2 separate regions of the Oryctolagus cuniculus genome follow, and region 2 is linked to region 1. Evidence: chromatin contacts called from public Hi-C data. All regions are on one chromosome and are shown on one strand. The core of a region is the stretch at or near the end of the contact, and the rest is flanking DNA. Distances in the headings are between cores, read along the strand shown.

Region 1 (2,700 bases), core at 177-2,676:
CCCCGGTGAGGATGCTGGATGTGGAACTTGGGCCAGGGACATCAGAAAGCAAGTGAAGCTGGGGAGTCGGGAGGAAATCATTAGAGCAAGAACTGTAGACGACCCGGGGGACTGAGCCAGGCCATAGAGGGCAGCACAGCTCCTTCCTCCCTTCATTACTCTGGGTGCCCCCCACCCAGTCGGGACAAACGCCCGCCCGATGAAGGGCACAGCCCCCAACAAGACTGCTTTCACTTCCGATGTCAGCTGCAAGCTCCGGGGTCTCCACACCGCCCCTACTTCCCACTGATGGGCGACAAAGTTGGGGGAGATTCCCATTTCGCATTCACATTTGATAATTCACCTGGACAACTAAGAGCACGCAGGCAAGTGCTGTTGTTGAGATGACAGCACGTCAAAGCGGCACGACCAGCAAAGTGCAGAGCCACATCGGGTGAGGTATGGGGGCGGGGGGAGCTCTGGGTGCCAAGCTGCCATGGCCTCTGCCTGTGGACTCGGGCTGTGTCACTGGGTCACCCTCCAGCCACTCAACATGGGCCACAACCAGGAAGCTCTACTGGGCTTTGTGTCCTGAGTTTTGATTAGGGTCTCATCACTCAGGCGTGCATGATGAAACCACGGGCTGGGGTTAAGTCTGCTCTCTCTGCTCTTGCGTGGCTCCGAGCCCCCGTCTGCTCCACCACATGGCCACCTGATGCAGCACGGCAGCACTGACTTTACCATTTTATTTATTCGAGAGGCAGAGAGACAGGGAGACAGAGCGAGAGTGTCCGTCCCGTGGTTCATTCCCCAAATGCCCCCAGGGGCTGAGATTGGGTTGGAATGGGAGATGGAAACACAATCCAGGTCTCCCACATGGGTGGCACAAGTCCTTGAGTCAGCACCTGCTGGCCCCCAGGGCTTGCATTAGCAGGAAGCTGAAGCTGGAAATGGAACCCAGGCACTCCCATATGGACTGTAGGTGTCTTGCATTCATTACATTAAATGTCTGCATTTAAAAAAAAAGATTTATTTTATTTATTTGAAAGACAGAGTTGCAGAGAGAGGTAGAGTCAGAGAGAGAGGTCTTCCATTTCACTGGTTCACCCCCCAAAATGACCACAATAGCCAGAGCTGAGCTGATCCGAAGCCAGGAGCTTCTTCTGGGTCTCCCACGTGGGTGCAGGGGCCCAAGGACTTGGGCTATTTTCTACTGCTTCCCCAGGCCACAGCAGAGAGCTGGATCGGAAGTGGAGCAGCCGGGACTCGAACCAGCACCCGCGTGGGATGCTAGCACTGCAGGCCAGGGCGTTAACCCGCTGCACCACAGTGCTGGCCCCACGTTTCTTGAGAGGATTACTAGAGTTGTATGCTTCTTAAGCATCACAGCAGGAGACAAATGAAGCTAGTTCGTCCTTCTAATAATAATCAAGCTTGATTATTTGGTTAAGGTGGTGGTCAAAGGGTCAGGCTCGCTTTCAACGAGAGAAACCTTAAGATTATTGGCATGGACCGGCCCAGCAGCCGGCCTTCGCCGCCCGCCCTCGCCTTCGGGAGCACCAGGAACGGGGAACGGCAGGACGTGGCACGAAAGCAGGTATGCGTGCTACCCGCGGCGGCACGCCTGCACGCATGTTCCGCTCTGTCCTGCCCTTCACAGCTTGGCAGTCTATGCCTTTTTGTTCTGAGGCAGGCACCTTCCACGTTGGGAACTCTGGGCTGGGCCCCGCCGTGTCTGCCTCTGCGGCGTTTCTGCGCGCAGCCGGCCAGTCAAGTGCTTCCCCGTCTGGGCTTGGTATGGTCTACGACCTCCCTTCATCTCTTCTCACGATGGTTGCGCCCACATCACAGGAAGTGTTTGCTTCTCGGCCTTCCCGTCATGCTTCGCGGCCCAACATGGAGGGCCTTCCCAGTCTGAGCTCCTCCGGCGGAGGCTCTGCACCCGCTGGGTCAGCCCCGACCTCGATGACCCTGGCGCAGCTCTTGCAGGTGGTTCAGCAGGGCCAGGAGGTCCCGGGCCTGGAGAAACTGCACATTACGGCGACCCATGGCGAGCCCACGGCGTCCGTGCTCCCGCGGAAGCCCAAGCCCTGGGAGGCCGCGGGCCCGACTGACCCGCCGCGCGCGTCCGCCCTCGGCCCGGGGCCCCAGGCCCCGGCCACTCTTGGCTAGAGGACCGGCCCCGCCGAGGCAGCAGCGGCACCTTCGGAAATGAGTACTGTGGTTCCTGAGGTTCGAGGGACTTTGCCGCTGAGACCTGGGGCGCGTGGCGGCGTCCTGCAGGAACTCGCGACCCTGGATAACCAGCCGTGGCCTCTCAGCTGGAGTTGATCCTGGAAGCATCATCAGGATGTGCTGTATTTGTATTTCTGAACCGTAACCATCCGTTAAGAAAAAAAATCCTTTTTCGATTCTTTACATGCAACTGAAGCAAAGCTTATACTTTACTGCCCGCGGTGCGTTTTCATTTCAAACACCCTGCCCAGGCCAATCCACAGGGAGGGGTTATGTGGGGGATCGGAAGTGCTTTACTCGGGGGTCCGTTTATTCTGGTAGTAATGGAAAGCTAGGAGCCACGTGGCATCTGCATCTTAGATGGCTACTTTCCAGATAGTCAATAAAAGTTTTTTTTTTTTTTAACCTTTTCAGAATGTGTTCAAAGACACTGAAATTCCAAACCATCTTTAAAAAGCTAACTTTGGTTGACTTGGGGTCTTGGAG
Region 2 (2,700 bases), core at 77-2,576, 130 kb after region 1:
ACCTCCAGGTACAGGCGCGATGGGGCAGGTTCACAGCTGCGAAACCCAAGAGACGCAGATGAGGGCCTCAACCCTCCCTTCCAGCAAAATGGGTCTTTTCTACTCCTTCTTTGGTTACATCAATCAATAGCTCATAAAACATAGGGCTAGTGCATTGCTCTGCAAGACTTGGACAAGGTAATCGCTCCATTTCATCCTCCTGCTTCAGAACACTCCTCCGGGGGAAATAAACCTGCCTTTCTGGGGAAAACAAAAGCCTCCCCTACCTTGCCCTAGAAACAAAACTAGAGGAAGCGATGATGAGCAAGCGCCCCAAGCCGCACGACGGCCCCGCGCCGGCTCAGCCAGGGGTGCTCTGTCCAGCCCGGAGTGTACGTGTGTTTTGCTTTAAAATTCCTCTAAAATGGAAAGGGAGAAGAGTGGGCGTGTAAGCTGGAGCCCAGGCTCCATTCAGATGGCTCGTGTCCTCCCATCTCACTCTGCATCAAGATGTGGCCACCCCGGCTGAATTTCAAGGGGGCAATTTCTTGGGCAATTAAATATGTCAACTACAGACGCCGGAGGCCGGGGCAGCGGGAGCAAACGTCCCGACGAGCGAGGCTGGCAGGGCGCCCGCCGCCTCGGGCGCCGGCCAGGGACTGCACCGCCCGGCTGCCCACCCGCACCTCCGCTGGGTCCCCAATTCGGGCTAGGCTCGGTCACTTCCGGTGACAAATCCCTCCTCCCACCGCCTCCAGCAATAATGTACCGATTCCCCCGCCGCCTTCCTAAAACCCTGCGGCCCCTCCGGGAGGCGCGGAGCGAGGCACGGGGAGGGGGCGCGGGGTCTCCGCTCCCCCGCCCTGCGGCCGCCGCCCGGGAGCCGCTTCCAGACTCGCCCGGGCCCCACCGAGCGCGGCCGCAGCTCCGAGCACGCTCCCTCCCGGCGCGGTGGCCCGCGGGGGCCCAGGAGCCCCCAGGCCGCGCGAACTGCAGTGGATGCGGGGTGGGCGGAGGGCGAGGGGACTCGGGCGGCGGGAATGAGAAAGAAGACACCAGAGGCATGCAAGCGGCTCCCTAGCCAGCTGCCCCGGCTGCCGCTTCCTCCGGCGCGGGCCGGGCGGTGCAACATCCCCCCCCCCTCCGTCTTCCCCACCACTACCTGTCCCCCCACCCACCACACGCACACAGTCCTCTCCCACCCCAGCGGCGGATCTCCGGTCTGCAAGGGGGTAGCAGGGAGGAGCTGGGGGGAGGGGGAGGCCTGCGAGTTTCTAACCTTGTTCTTATAAACAAACCCACATGTGCAGCTGCCGCTGCTGCAACTCACCCCACAATCCCGGATATAAGGCCTGTCCCTTTAAGAAGAAAAAAAAGCTTCCCCCGCCTGCCTCCCACCCCACCCATCCACAAGGACCTTTGTCTCCCCGCCCGCCCCGCCCGGCGGCCCCGCCCCTCGTCCCCGCCCCCCTTCGGCTCCCTGGAACCAATAGGCGAAGGAAATAAGGCCGGGGGATTGACGCCATCGTGTCCGGCCAATCACAGGGCGCGTTGGTGGGAGGCCTCCCGGAGGGCGCGCCCAGAGGCAGGAAGGCCGGAGAGGAAGCTTGAAGTTAACATGGAGTCTGCTAGTTGCTCCGCCGGCGCCGTGGGCGACGGGGACATGGGGTCCCAGCGGGACCTGAGCTCGGTGCCTGAGCGGCTCCACAGACGCGAGCAAGAGCGGCAGCTGGAGGTGGGAAGGCGGAAGCAAAAGCGGCAGGACCAGGAGGTGGAAGGGGAGAAGAGCGACTTCTTCGCCGCCGCCTTCGCTCGGGAGCGAGCGGCCGTGGAAGAGCTGCTGGAAGGCGGTGAGTCGGTCGAGCGGCTGGAGGAGGCGGCCTCACGGCTGCAGACGCTGCAGAAGCTTCTCAACGACTCGGTTTTGTTCTTAGCCGCCTACGACCTGCGGCAGGGGCAAGAAACCATGGCGCGGCTGCAGGCGGCCCTGGCCGAGCGGCGCCAGGAGCTGCAGCCCAAGAAGCGTTTCGCTTTCCGGACCCGGAGGAAGGAGGATGGCGGTGCTGCTGCCGCCGCCGCCGCCGCCGCCACGACAGACGCGGCCCCTGCAGCCCCGGCGGCGTCCCCGCGGCCGCTGGCGGAGGAGGGGCCAGGCCTCGGCTCCAGCTGGGTCTGCGGCTTCTCCCACCTGGAATCGCAAGTCTTGGAGAAGAGAGCCGAGGAGCTGCACCAGCGCGACGTCGTTTTGACCGAGCTGAACCACTGCACGGTCAGACTGTACGGCAATCCCAACACGCTGCGGCTGACCAAGGCCCGCGGCTGCACGGTGCTCTGCGGCCCCGTGTCCACCTCGGTGTTCCTGGAGGACTGCAGCGACTGCCTGCTGGCCGTGGCCTGCCAGCAGCTGCGCGTCCACACCACGACGGACACCCGCGTCTTCCTGCATGTGACCAGCAGGGCCATCGTGGAGTACTGCCACGGGATCCAGTTCGCCCCGTACACCTGGAGCTACGCGGGCATCGACGCGGACTTCGAGAGTTCTGGGCTGGACCGGAACAGAAATCACTGGAATGACGTTGACGATTTTAACTGGCTGGCCCGGGATGTGGCCTCCCCAAACTGGAGTATCCTTCCCGAAGGGGAGCGAAAAGTCCAGTGGGACTGAGCAGTCACCAAGCACTTCCTCCTGGGGCCCGCAGGGCTCAGCTGCCGCTGTCATCT

What was found. Hi-C and Micro-C count contacts between places; a contact is called where the count stands out from the background.
Region 2: a Hi-C map of embryonic fibroblasts shows a contact between it and region 1, with 2.6 times the contacts expected there. The contact joins the promoter of BICRAL here to the promoter of PEX39 in region 1. A contact is called at or near these places in 2 of 6 Hi-C or Micro-C datasets (ear pinna and embryonic fibroblasts).

What each region holds. Positions count from the first base shown.
Region 1 is chr5:127,093,576-127,096,275 of mOryCun1.1, forward strand. PEX39 (peroxisomal biogenesis factor 39) reads left to right here and starts at 1,427. Exons shown (of 1, transcript XM_051855718.2): 1 at 1,427-2,431. The coding sequence starts at 1,579. The coding sequence ends at 2,151.
Region 2 is chr5:127,224,303-127,227,002 of mOryCun1.1, forward strand. It overlaps BICRAL (BICRA like chromatin remodeling complex associated protein), which reads right to left and starts at 1,327. Exons shown (of 12, transcript XM_070074088.1): 1 at 1,310-1,327. It overlaps TBCC (tubulin folding cofactor C), which reads left to right and starts at 1,483. Exons shown (of 1, transcript XM_008262923.4): 1 at 1,483-2,700. The coding sequence starts at 1,598. The coding sequence ends at 2,644.